Regions from separate parts of the Anas platyrhynchos genome. Here region 1 is linked to region 2. The links are chromatin contacts, called in public Hi-C maps. All regions are on one chromosome and are shown on one strand. Each heading gives the region's core, a stretch centred on a gene start, on an enhancer-like site or on the middle of the called end of the contact. The rest is flanking DNA. Distances are from core to core; before and after follow the strand shown.

Region 1 (5,290 bases), core at 924-3,423, 68 kb before region 2:
GCGAATAACATTAAAAATATGATGCATGAAAAAATCAGCATCTCAAGTTAAAAGTTTTTATTATGAACAATTGAGGAAAATGAGTATATCATCAGAGTACTGTTGGAATGTAGGTTGAAGTTAAGTACAAAACAGAAATTCTTACATTCTTAGGAAAACGTGTGATCCAATCATCATATTTCTTCAGATTTCACTGTAAGCTTTTAAAAACCTTTTTAGTAGAATAGAAAGTTTATAATCCTGATACACCAGCAGCTTCCCCTGCCCTCAGCAGCCACTGATCTATGTGACAAGATCACAACTTCACATGACCTGGTGTGACCAAGCTTTGCAAATGCTGTTATGAATCTCATGATGCTGTGCCTTTTCTGTGATAATTCCAGACCTTGGATTCAGGTGAAGAATTATAAACATGTTTGGGTTTCTTGCTTTATATGTTGTACTCAATAGCTTTGTTACAGTACAAGAGGTTATACCCCTTTTTATTGTTTCTGCACTTTAAAACACTGTGAAAATAAATAAATAAATAAATCACTATACCATAAAACTGCCTCTCTACTGCAGTAGCGCAGAAGGAATGAGGTCCATTTAGATTTAGTTCAGTATCTTATCAGAAGAGTAGCGCACGAGTAGTCCTTTGTGATGTTTCTCATTGGCATAATAACAACACTAGCTTTCTGTGGTAGATTGCATTTGTTTTGTTCTCTCATATTGTTCCTCTCCTCATTTAGATAGATCTGTATTCATTTCACAAGCAGCTTCCCTTTGAATATCTTTTGTTCAACTGTTAATTACCTTATGTGTCACTTTCTTTTCAAAGACTCACAATACATATAAAAAGATTTGATGGTCCAAAGGGGTGTGTATACTTGATAAGTTCCAAAATTCAGGTCTGTACATTAGCTTCTTATTTTCCTAAAGAATTAGGAAATTAAGCCAGAAAAGACTAGTATACCTGAGCATGTACCTGTAATTATCAAGCAATCGTGGAGTAGTGCCAAAACATGCTAAACTTGTCTAATCTCTCTGATGAAAAAAACATAATGACAAGCTATGGAAAGGCAGAATGACATTTAATTCATTTTCCATTACTTATCTGCCAGCTTTTGATGGTGTTCAACGATACAGCCCACCAGTGGGCTTTTCTGTTCATAGCTGTTCTCTCTGCCAAGTCACACAGATGTTCAGCTTTTTCTTTCACATGGATGGTATACTAGATATGGTCTTACCTTCACCCAGTTCCTCCCCCCTCAAGTTGGGGAACTAATTTTGACCCTATTCCCTGCTAGAGGGTGGTTTTCTGTGATGGGAAAGCCTCACGTCAAGGGATGGATGGATGGAAGGATGGATGGTCTTTCTGCTTTAAGAAGAAAAGATCTTTACTCAGCCCCTAAGTTCACTTTCCAGTGGTGTGATCTAGCTAAAGGATCTGTCCTGTCCTTGAGAGATATTCAGCGTGTGTCCCAGGGGAGCAAGAAGCAGAGCATGAGGTGTCTTCCACCTGCCTTTCCAAATCACATAACACTGAAGCAAAACAAGATGTGTCACTAGTCAAAACTATTTCTACCCACTTATTTTCTCTTACTGATTTCATAACAGTGGATAAGGAAAAGTTACATTTCAGTATATACATACATAAATATACACATGCATATGCATATATATTATTCATTGCTTTTTTATTTGCTTATCAAAACAGATGCTTTCAGACAACTCAAAGCAGTACAAGTAAGTAATTTGTACAGTTCAAAAGCCAGCCTATTTGAACCTATTTGAACTCAAAATTATACAATAAAAAAATCTACTCCGAGACACCTATACTTACAAGTTATGCTTTGGAAAGGTGGATTTGTCTTTGAGAAACACTTGTATAAAACTGAAATTATCAGACCAATCTGTTGAAGACGTACTATATGGTTTATAGCTACTCACAACATACCATGGTATGTCCCAAAAGACTTTTTCTTTCCCCAGCATGTAAATAACTTCATTTATCTTTGCAGAAATAGAGATCAATGTGTTTTCTTATATGTGTTATATCCTGGGGTAGGACCATTTACTGTTTTATTCTGTCAAAACCAGCAGTTCAAAAATTATTGGTCCGGGAGTTCAGTTCTAACAATAGCTCCACCAAACCTCAGACAGCGGTGTAAGAGTGCCTTCTATAGTTGGAAGAAAGAAATGCAGGCCAGAAAAGCCACGGAACTTCAATATACCGCCCATCTCTCTTGGTTGCCTGCAGAGGTGTTCTTAAAGCATAAGAAGAAACGGAACAAAAACTTTCTCTCTTAAAGTGAATGTGTCAAATTCATCCTCAAGATAGCTGTCATCTTTGGAGCACGATTACAAATACTTCTTACTCCAGTGTAGGTGTAGTCCTCTATGAAGGCTTAGAAACAGTTCTATATGCAATCAGCTTTTAAAGAAAAAATTGAATATTTTTTGTAATTTTATCAGTGGCTTTTAAAGAGCTTTGTGGGCTTCACAGGGAAAAATGCCATAGACATGAAGAAGCCCTTATTCTGGAGTGTTACTTTTCTTCTGAGTCATTTCAGTGATCTGGTTTCTCACACAGTTTCATAAACAGTTGTAGTTGCCCAACTAAGGGAGCAGCAAGCTGTGATGGAACTGTGAAAAACAAAGCAAAGCAAAACAAAACAAAACAAAACAAACACCTAATTGAACAGAAGGAAAGGACAGGAGCTACCCAGGTAAGCACAATGCAATCATGTATAAAACTAAGCAGAACTTGGATCCTGACAGACAACTTCTGGGCGAGTGCCTAAGTCCTAAGCCAGAAAACGACATTCTTACACTGTGAACAGATCACCTAGTACAGCTGTGGTTTAGCAAAGCCTTAAGAATACATTCAGCTTCAGCTGCACAAATACTCCATGTCAGTCAGACAACTTAGGTCCTTAAAGGTGAGCAGACATCTTGGCAGTGGGGCTTACTGTAACTCATATACAAAGGGTAAAAAGTTTACTGCATTGAAGTCAGCTTCATGATAGTCTTGACTTTCCATGAAACAAAGACTATAAGCAGGCTAGTTCTACCTTGATTTCAAATTTCCCATCATTTTTTAAATTTTGCTCCTATCATACACATTGATTTTGATATAAAGAATCTCTTAATCCACACATGGTCTCCATATGAACAGAAGTAACTAAAGTAAGAGTTACTTTTCCACCTCCTCTCTGTCATTCCACTGTATCTATAACTGGAACTAGCACACGCAGTGCAGTACTTTTGTGCCCTTATGTGTAGGAAAGGATAACCAAAATATGCTGTGTTAAGTAAAGCAAAGAATGACCAAAGAATGAAAGAATAACAGCAGGTATAGGGCTAGTGTGCAAGTTTCCACAATGCATTTTTGTTATACTCATATATAATCAATTTTCTGACCCACAAATAGAAGAGAAGTCAACCTTTGCAGAGAAACCAAGTACTCCCTATTACACTTTTAATGGCAAGTCAGCTCAAGCAAAATAAGACCAATCATGCTGTTCAATGGTTGAAATTTTCATTTTCCAAGTCAGGGAACCCACTATGCTGCTGCAACATTGATATTTGAAATGAGGTAACTCAGGGAAGAACAGATATGTGTGTAAAGGGGGGTCACATGGACATGACAAGCAATTGCATGTGCCCAGAGGAGTTACTACCACAGCTTAATGTCATGCAGTGAAAAGTGAAGTACCTTGTAAAGACACAGAGCAGACACATAGACTGGAAACAGTATCCACACATCACGCCAATCTTGTGCCCAAGCAAGTAAAACCTTTTGAGATGAAGCTTTTGTTGAGCTGAAGGCAGCATTATGCCAAGGTAGAGATACCACTTTGTGGCCATAATTGCCCTCTATACATTTTAGCCAAGAGAAGAGTATAGAGTCCAAGCTACTGGCCTTGCCTACAAACAACCATGGTAAACTATCAGCAAAAATATGATACATAGCAGCAAAAGATGTTCTTTTTCTCTTAGAGCTTATACAAAAACCTTCCCCATTCCACACTATTTCAGTGTTTAGCCAGACTCTCAGTTCATTCCATCATCTGCATTGTGATTCAGGTGTGTTCTACTTTGGTCAGAATATTAGTCTTGCTTGGGAGCAGAACAGATGAAATGTTAGACCAGCAAAAGCTGTATTAGGAATGTCACTGTATGTCATCTGAAATGCCCTCTCTCAGTGGTTGTGAGAAAAGAAATGGTTTAGGCTAATCCCTAAAGGATGTTTTCCTTACAATTAAAAAACTAATCTCTCTCTCTTCTCTCTCTCACACAGGATATAAAAGCCAGAGTAAAGGCAAGGCATAGATTTTGGAGCCTAAAATAGCCCTTTCAAAATACATATGTCTTAAATGGTAGGAAAGATATGACCAGCTAAGCAGTATACAATCTACACAAAATAATGCTTTATGTGATTTGATCCAGTCCAGTCTTCAGCTATGAAACTGACCTATCTCTTCTTCTTAATAGTTTCATCTTCTAAAAAAATTTATAAAGAGTTTGATTTTGTTGTCAGTGGTGGTTTGGTTTGTTTTTAATTCTTTTATGGTGTATTGCCAGGCAATGAATGGTGTGTGATCTCTTGTCAAGAAAAGTGAAACAGGAGGCAGGAAAGCTGTTTTTATGCAAACATGGACAATTTTTCTTTTTCTTACCTTCACTTTGTTTCAGGTTTACCACCTGGTACACAGTAACAATGTTATTCACCTCAGGCTGTGCTGGAGACATTAATTTTTGTTTTAAAAGTGGGATGAAATGCAGCTGTTACATGAAGTCCAATGCTTAACCTCATACCTCTGATGGTTATTCCTTTATCACAAAGCAATCCAGCTTGATTTTGTAGTATATTCATCAGAATACAAATATAAAACAAAGAAAATAAAAGTATTTTTCCATTTTCTGTCACTGACTTTTTGACTTAATATTTGGGCAAGTCACACTGCCTCTCTCTTCCTCTTCTCCTTCATCTGTCTTACTGATCAACACTGAAAGTCCTTTGGAGCCAGATCTGGCCTATATATCATGTATGGGTCCTAGCCAGCTGAAATATGTCCTAAACTTCTCTGCTTATTCTCTGTACCCCTGTAAAATATTAAGAAGTAAACATGTTTGAAGAAGCTTTGATTTGAGAAAAGAAAATACAATAAGTGGTGATTTAACCAGGGCTTAGTAAGCTTACAGTTACTCTCTCAGTTCTGTCACAGAATTAGTATAGTCTATAACTTCAGGAGTTTTATTACTCTGGGAGTATATTGTCTGAAATTATTCAAATGTAAAAGCT
Region 2 (6,160 bases), core at 2,132-4,631:
TTGACCCCAAAACCCAGGGTCGCTGTGTTGCGCTCACACTGCTCTTCTGGTTCACAGCAGTAGCACAGTGAAGAAGTGAAGCCCCTGCCAATCCCATTTTACCATCTGGCAGTTTGGTTCACAAAGTGGCCTTAGGATATTCAAACTAGATTATCTGAGGAGGAAACTCATCCAAAAGCTTTCCTCCATCCACCTGTGTACCAAGCTCATCCCAGTCAATAATGGAGACCATGACTGGATTGGCGACTGCTCAGACAGCTCCAAACCATGTCTGAGATGGGCATATCAGGGGGCCAGATTAAATCTAGTCCACAGTAAAATACACAAACCATCAATAACTTTGATATATCAGCTGGTTATCTATCTACCTCAGTGCACTGATCTGCTGGTGTTGCACAGAGTTATTTGTTTATGTCAACATGCAAGAGACAAAAACATTATTTCTCCCAGTGAAGGTTGTGTATTAATAGTTCCGGAAGGTCTGTGATTGCCATTGTTTTTGTTGTTGTTGTCGTATTGTTTTTGAAGATGAATAGAAACTCATTTGTACTTTAATGAAATCATAATCAATGTCTCTGTTTCATAGCAAATGTATACCTGGCAAAGATTCAATTAATGTAGTCTACTAGCAGTGTGTCGATTTCCCTGGCAGAGACCACTACCAACAAAGAACATACTGACAAGACTACACCTTCCTCTGACAATGGAAATGGTTGTTCAGAAGGGTTTATTGTCATTTTATGATCATATTGCATGATAGAAACTATTCAGAAAATGTAACACCTCATGTCACAGATCAGCAGAGAAGGACAATGACTCCATTCCCACTGCTCAATGATCAAGACTGCTGTGGGAATGAAAAGATCCTATAATAAGACTTACAGGCACCAGAGATTAGGTTTAAAGTTCCCCACCCAAGTTTCCATGGGCAGATGTTCAGAAATGTAAATTGCATTTTCGCCTTGAGAATTGCCCTCAGTGTCCCTGAGTTACAAAATCCTAATGCGTGTCTCCATTTCATCTGTTTAGCACTACTCTAATTTATGGCTAAACATCTCTGGGTTTTCTCCCTCAACAATCAATCTAGAATGACTCTCACAATATTGCAGAGTTGGGTCATTTCCGATTCTTGTTTCATCTTGTCCATTCTAGCTGCAGAACTGAATCACGTTAATTTCAAACCACATAATTGTTTATCCACACGGAAGGTAAGTAGCCTCACAAGCCATATAACATGGGATCCGAATGGGGTTGCTTAACATGACTGATACCATTCCTTCACATGCTGCTTCCCTGAGTGTCTCTACCCTCAATGTGTTCTCCACAACGTGATAGTGTCACCACCACCTTCTCTTTCCTCCTAGTGCTTCCCTCAGGCTGCCTAGGCCCAGACTCTCGTGGTTGTGAGTCTGGAACATGGCTTTAAACAAACTCTGCACTGCTATGGGAAAATACCCACAATAATTACATGGACCTGGAATAATGGGCTTGTGCAACATCAAATAGGGCCTAAAATCATGATATCTAAACAAGTTGCCTCTAATAAAATCCATAGCATAGCCAGGGGATGCTCAAGGTTTCGTGACCACCAAGCAACATTGTCCTTGATACCTCTTGTCTGCAGCAATCCACTGTCCCAAGAGGCAACATACGTGGGAGCTCCAGGAGAGGGTCACACAGGGCTTTGCACGGGGCGACTCCTGTAGCTGCCTTCCCACAGCTGTTGTGTGCTCAGCTGCACCAGTACTTGACCCATTTACAGTTGCTATGGAGAGACTGGAGCGTGCAGAAGTACCACATCCTTCAGTGGCAGCAAAATCTCACAGAATTAAATATCTATTTGTGAATTTAAAGGGGAAATACAACAAAATAACTTAAAATCTGTGTCTAATGATTGCTGGCAAACATGAGTTATCTGACAAATCTCATCTATCACCCTTCATTACCTGTAGGCTGATAACTATCATAAGACCCCCTTCATAACGAACTCCCTTAATAAAAGAGAGGGAATTGGGCACCTCTCCTTTTAAGCCATTCAGTTTAAAAACTCAAACACTTTTTGTTTTAATGGTGTTACAACCCCCCCCCTCCCGCCCAAAAAAAAAAGAAAAAAAAGAAAAAAAAAAAAAAGATTAAAGCAGCGTTAAGCCATGAATCACATTTTTGTGAGCAGTGTTGTTTCTCACAAATTTTGTTGGTCTCTCCACCAACAATGGAATTTCTGTCCCTGGTAATTGTGCTGCAGCCACACCAGCTATAATCAAAACAGCACAGTAGTGAGAATGATTCCCTGACATTGCAAAGAGCTCCAACACCCACTCCTTCCAAGTGCTTCTATTTGGCAATGTTTCTTGCAGAAACAGTAGTATATTAAGGTTCATTGAGCCAATAGGAAATGACCATAAGCTTTTCACTCAGGCTTCAGACCAAAGTAAACATTTTATGCATTCTTAATGCTTTTTTCATAAACTTATCCCCCTTTTCTGCCAAGCAATGAATTTATGGAACCCAACAAGGTATAGAAATACTGAACTACTCCAAGCAACTCCGTAGTCATGAGACTGTCAGCCCAATGTTGAAGGCTCGGTGGCTAAAGTTAATTTTGGTCAAGCCCCTACTTAAAGGTATTTCTACCCAAATATTTTCAGCACATAAAAGCAATAATTTATTGAAACTACAGATTGGTGAACAATGTTATCTGTGCTCATGTGTCAGTGGATGGCTGTCTGTTAGTCATTTATGTACATGTAGCAAAGCACACACATTTATCATTTTTGGTTTTTTGTTCATTTTCCAAAATTTATAAGCCTAGCTGGGGATCAGCATTGCCAAACACCCAGATTTGGGGGAGTTCAGTTTAAAACTAAATTTTCAGTCCCATTTTTTCACCCTGTCTTCCGAGCCTGTTGCATTGGCATTACCAGAGGGAGGGAAACAGGTTGAAAGAACAAAGTAGAAAATCAGGTCATATACAGTCTATTCTAACAAGAAAGTCCTACAGGCAAATGATCTGGGGCTACTGAAGCTAGAAAGGGAAACTGTGCTAAAGCACAGTTTTATTAACAGCGACTTAGGCACCCCATAACACGCACACACCGTTAGTAAAGGCTGAAAGCAGAGAGCTGAAAATAAAGACGTAGGCAATGCCTTTCATCCATCCGAGAGACAGAGGGAGGTGGCAAGTCCCGCAGTGACACAGTGCCATCTAGCGAGTCCTTCCCTCAAGGAAAAAATAGAAATAAAATTTAAAAACCCACTAAATTACACCTTCAGCTAAGAAAAACCTAAATTACATCTCAGGGTAGGGGAAAGAGCCTGGCAAGCAGCCTGTTCCCACAGCAGTGTGTGGGGTGAGTGGGCAACAGCTGCTGGGGAGGTTTGGGATGAAAGTCATCACCCCCTTCACCACCCTCTGCGGGGACAGGGACCAGGGAGCAACCTCGGAACCTCGGGCCTCAGTGCCTGGCCCTGGACACTGAGAACTGGTGGGCAATGGATCTCATCATCGGTTTGCCAGCTTCAGGCAAGCCAGCATGTAAGGACACTTTTTTTTATTATTTTCTTTTTTTAATAAATTTAAGGGTCCCCGAGGCCCATGTAAAAGGCAGCGCAGCTTCGGCAGATGTAGCTGGGGTTCACTTAGCCAGCACTTTGCTTCTCAGGGTTTAATTAGCTGCTGCTGTACTAAATAACAGCTCCCAAGAGGCAGAGATACGTCAGTGCCCAGAGCTGGTGCCTGTGTGAGAGTGGAGAACTGCTGCAGCTCAGTGCCAGCAGGAGCGCTGCAACCATGAACCAGTTAAAAGGACCTCTTCCCTCCCGCTGCCCACCCGCTGCCTCTTGGGCTGTCAGCTGGGCTTGAAGGCATGAGCTTTTTCTGTGAGTAGCATCTGAGTGTACTCTTTGCCTTCTAGACCTGTTCAATTTGTTCGTGATGTCAGTGTTTTTCTGAGCAGTCATGAGAACAGGTTTGCTTGGTTTGTTTGCTTTAAAAATAAACAAACAAACAAACAAAAAAAAAAAAACAAAACAAAAAAAAAAAAACAAACAACAACAAGGAAACCAAGGAAATCTGTTTAAAACAACAACAACAAACAGTGATTAAAATGTTACTGCATGATTCCAAAGTCCTAGAGAATAATATCTAATACTGCCAGCTATCAGCTGTGCAATACTGGTGCTTATTTATCTCAAATAAATATATCAAAGAGGTATTTTATTCTGAAAGACTTATTTTACAAGTGTGGAAAACTACAAAACCGAGAAGGAACTTTCTTATTTTAAGAGAAAAGTAAAACCCAAACTGCTCAGCACAGGCAACTCTGGGAACATACAGTGATCTTTTGATGCTGACAGTTACTTAAAAGCTGATTTATCCCTCTCCTTGTGAGATGTGATTCAGGTGTTGGTGCTGTCCAGAAGCCACGTGTTCTCATGAACAAAGTACCAGGCTGGGTACAGGTGAAGAGCACATATTTCTGTTTCTGCTTCCATCTGGCCTGAAGAAACCCACGCTTTTTCACTGCTGCACTGCTGCCCCAGAGCAGGAGACCACTACAAGCTGCTCATACAGGTGGGGACTGGGGGACAGCAGCATGGCCTCAACATCAGTATGTGACAACCCCTGTGTCAGCAGATGTGGGTGAGGACTACTACCTTTCACTTACCACTAAATCCATGCTTCATCTTCTTCATTGCTAACCAAAAGCAAAATGACTAAGAGGAATACTAGCCTACCAGCTTGGGACTTGGGAGTGCCAAACACAGCTCCTACGCCACCTTAGAGCACAGTGACCCTAAGCACAGGAGGTGCAGGAGTGCCACCCAACTTCCACTCTGAATGCACTCTTTGGCAACATCCAGTCCTTGCTCTGAGGTACGACTCAGCAGTAAATCATACCCTTCCTCTTCCCCTGTTCCCCCTTCTCCCACAAAGAAAGCCCATCGCATCTAGGACATACCAAAGCAAGAGTCTAGGAGGCTCAAGGAGGCAAGAATCCCTATAGCTCAGCAGTCCAGGTCTGGTGGGCTTTTGTGTGTGTGTGTGCACTGTTTTAGGCTGTTTTTGTTTTGTCTGGGCCAAAGTGCTTAATGTTGAAATTGAAGTAATTAACCTGAAAATTGTGAAGACTATCAGCAAAAAAAATAGACAAATTCCAAGTCTACAAATTCCTAATGTGGACTTCAGCTTTGCATGGATGGTTTGACGCCTGCTATCTCATGGCAGCTCTGCCTGTGAGATGAGAGAAGTTAATAATATTATCTTCTTTTACAGATAGGGAAAACAAGGACCAGAATGAAAAGACAGCCAGTCAAGTGAATAAGGAAACAAACAATGATCAGAACATTGAGATCTTAAACTGGTTTGAAGCCTGTCAGGCAGCTGTGCCTCCCATGGTGAATGAGTGGCTCCACCAGCAAATCAGGAGTAGCTAGCTGATATGTATAATGTATAGATAACTGATATACTAGATAGATATAATATGTATTAAAAAATAGCTTGAGTAAAGTACTTACCTTTAATCAGGGTGTTCCTACCTACTTGGAATTCAAGAAATATCAAACCAGACCTTCCTTGTGGATTTCCAGTTGTAAATAACAGAAGATGTTGAGAACTGGTCCTGTCAGTCACTGCATCCCACAACAAATGTGTGATCAGCATGCAATGAGCACATGAAGCACTGCCATTCCTCAGGAGTCAGAGGGTTAGATGCAATCAAGATCTGCACAGGATTGTTTTATTTTTGCTCAGTTGCTGTGCTGAATGTACCATTCCAAAAAGCACTGTCTTTATCATAGCTTGTCTAATAGTACTATGAAACAAAAAATGAGTAACAGAATTTTCCTGACAACTGCACACACACTGAAAATTACTGTTTAAAAGAGCATATAATATCCTTGCCAACAATTTCATGATTCACATCAGAAAGGATTAGATTTATGTTCAGAGATAAAAATTAATGTGAGAGCACTAAAATACTGAACATTCAACAATATATTACCTTTCAAGACCATTGAGGGTATTTCAGAACACCAGTAGTACCTTATCTTTATAACAATAGCTATGTTTCATGATGAAAGTCAAAGTACTGAACTTAACCATTACTAGAACTTGCTAATACAGCACCAGTGTAAATGAAGGAGGAAAGACTTCTTTCAA

What was found. Hi-C and Micro-C count contacts between places; a contact is called where the count stands out from the background.
Region 1: a Hi-C map of skeletal muscle shows a contact between it and region 2, with 2.9 times the contacts expected there. The contact joins two enhancer-like sites. A contact is called at or near these places in 5 of 8 Hi-C or Micro-C datasets (F1 follicle, liver, skeletal muscle and 1 more).

What each region holds. Positions count from the first base shown.
Region 1 is chr3:61,532,169-61,537,458 of IASCAAS_PekinDuck_T2T, reverse strand. No RefSeq gene overlaps it. Among named protein-coding and RNA genes, the nearest start is that of ALDH8A1, 110 kb to the right of the region's middle. Within about 2 kb of position 2,173, at least 3 of the 8 cell types and tissues checked have an H3K27ac peak or open chromatin away from gene starts, as enhancers often do. A contact at or near this core is called in F1 follicle, where this site is marked.
Region 2 is chr3:61,464,387-61,470,546 of IASCAAS_PekinDuck_T2T, reverse strand. No RefSeq gene overlaps it. Among named protein-coding and RNA genes, the nearest start is that of ALDH8A1, 38 kb to the right of the region's middle. Within about 2 kb of position 3,381, at least 2 of the 8 cell types and tissues checked have an H3K27ac peak or open chromatin away from gene starts, as enhancers often do. A contact at or near this core is called in F1 follicle, where this site is marked.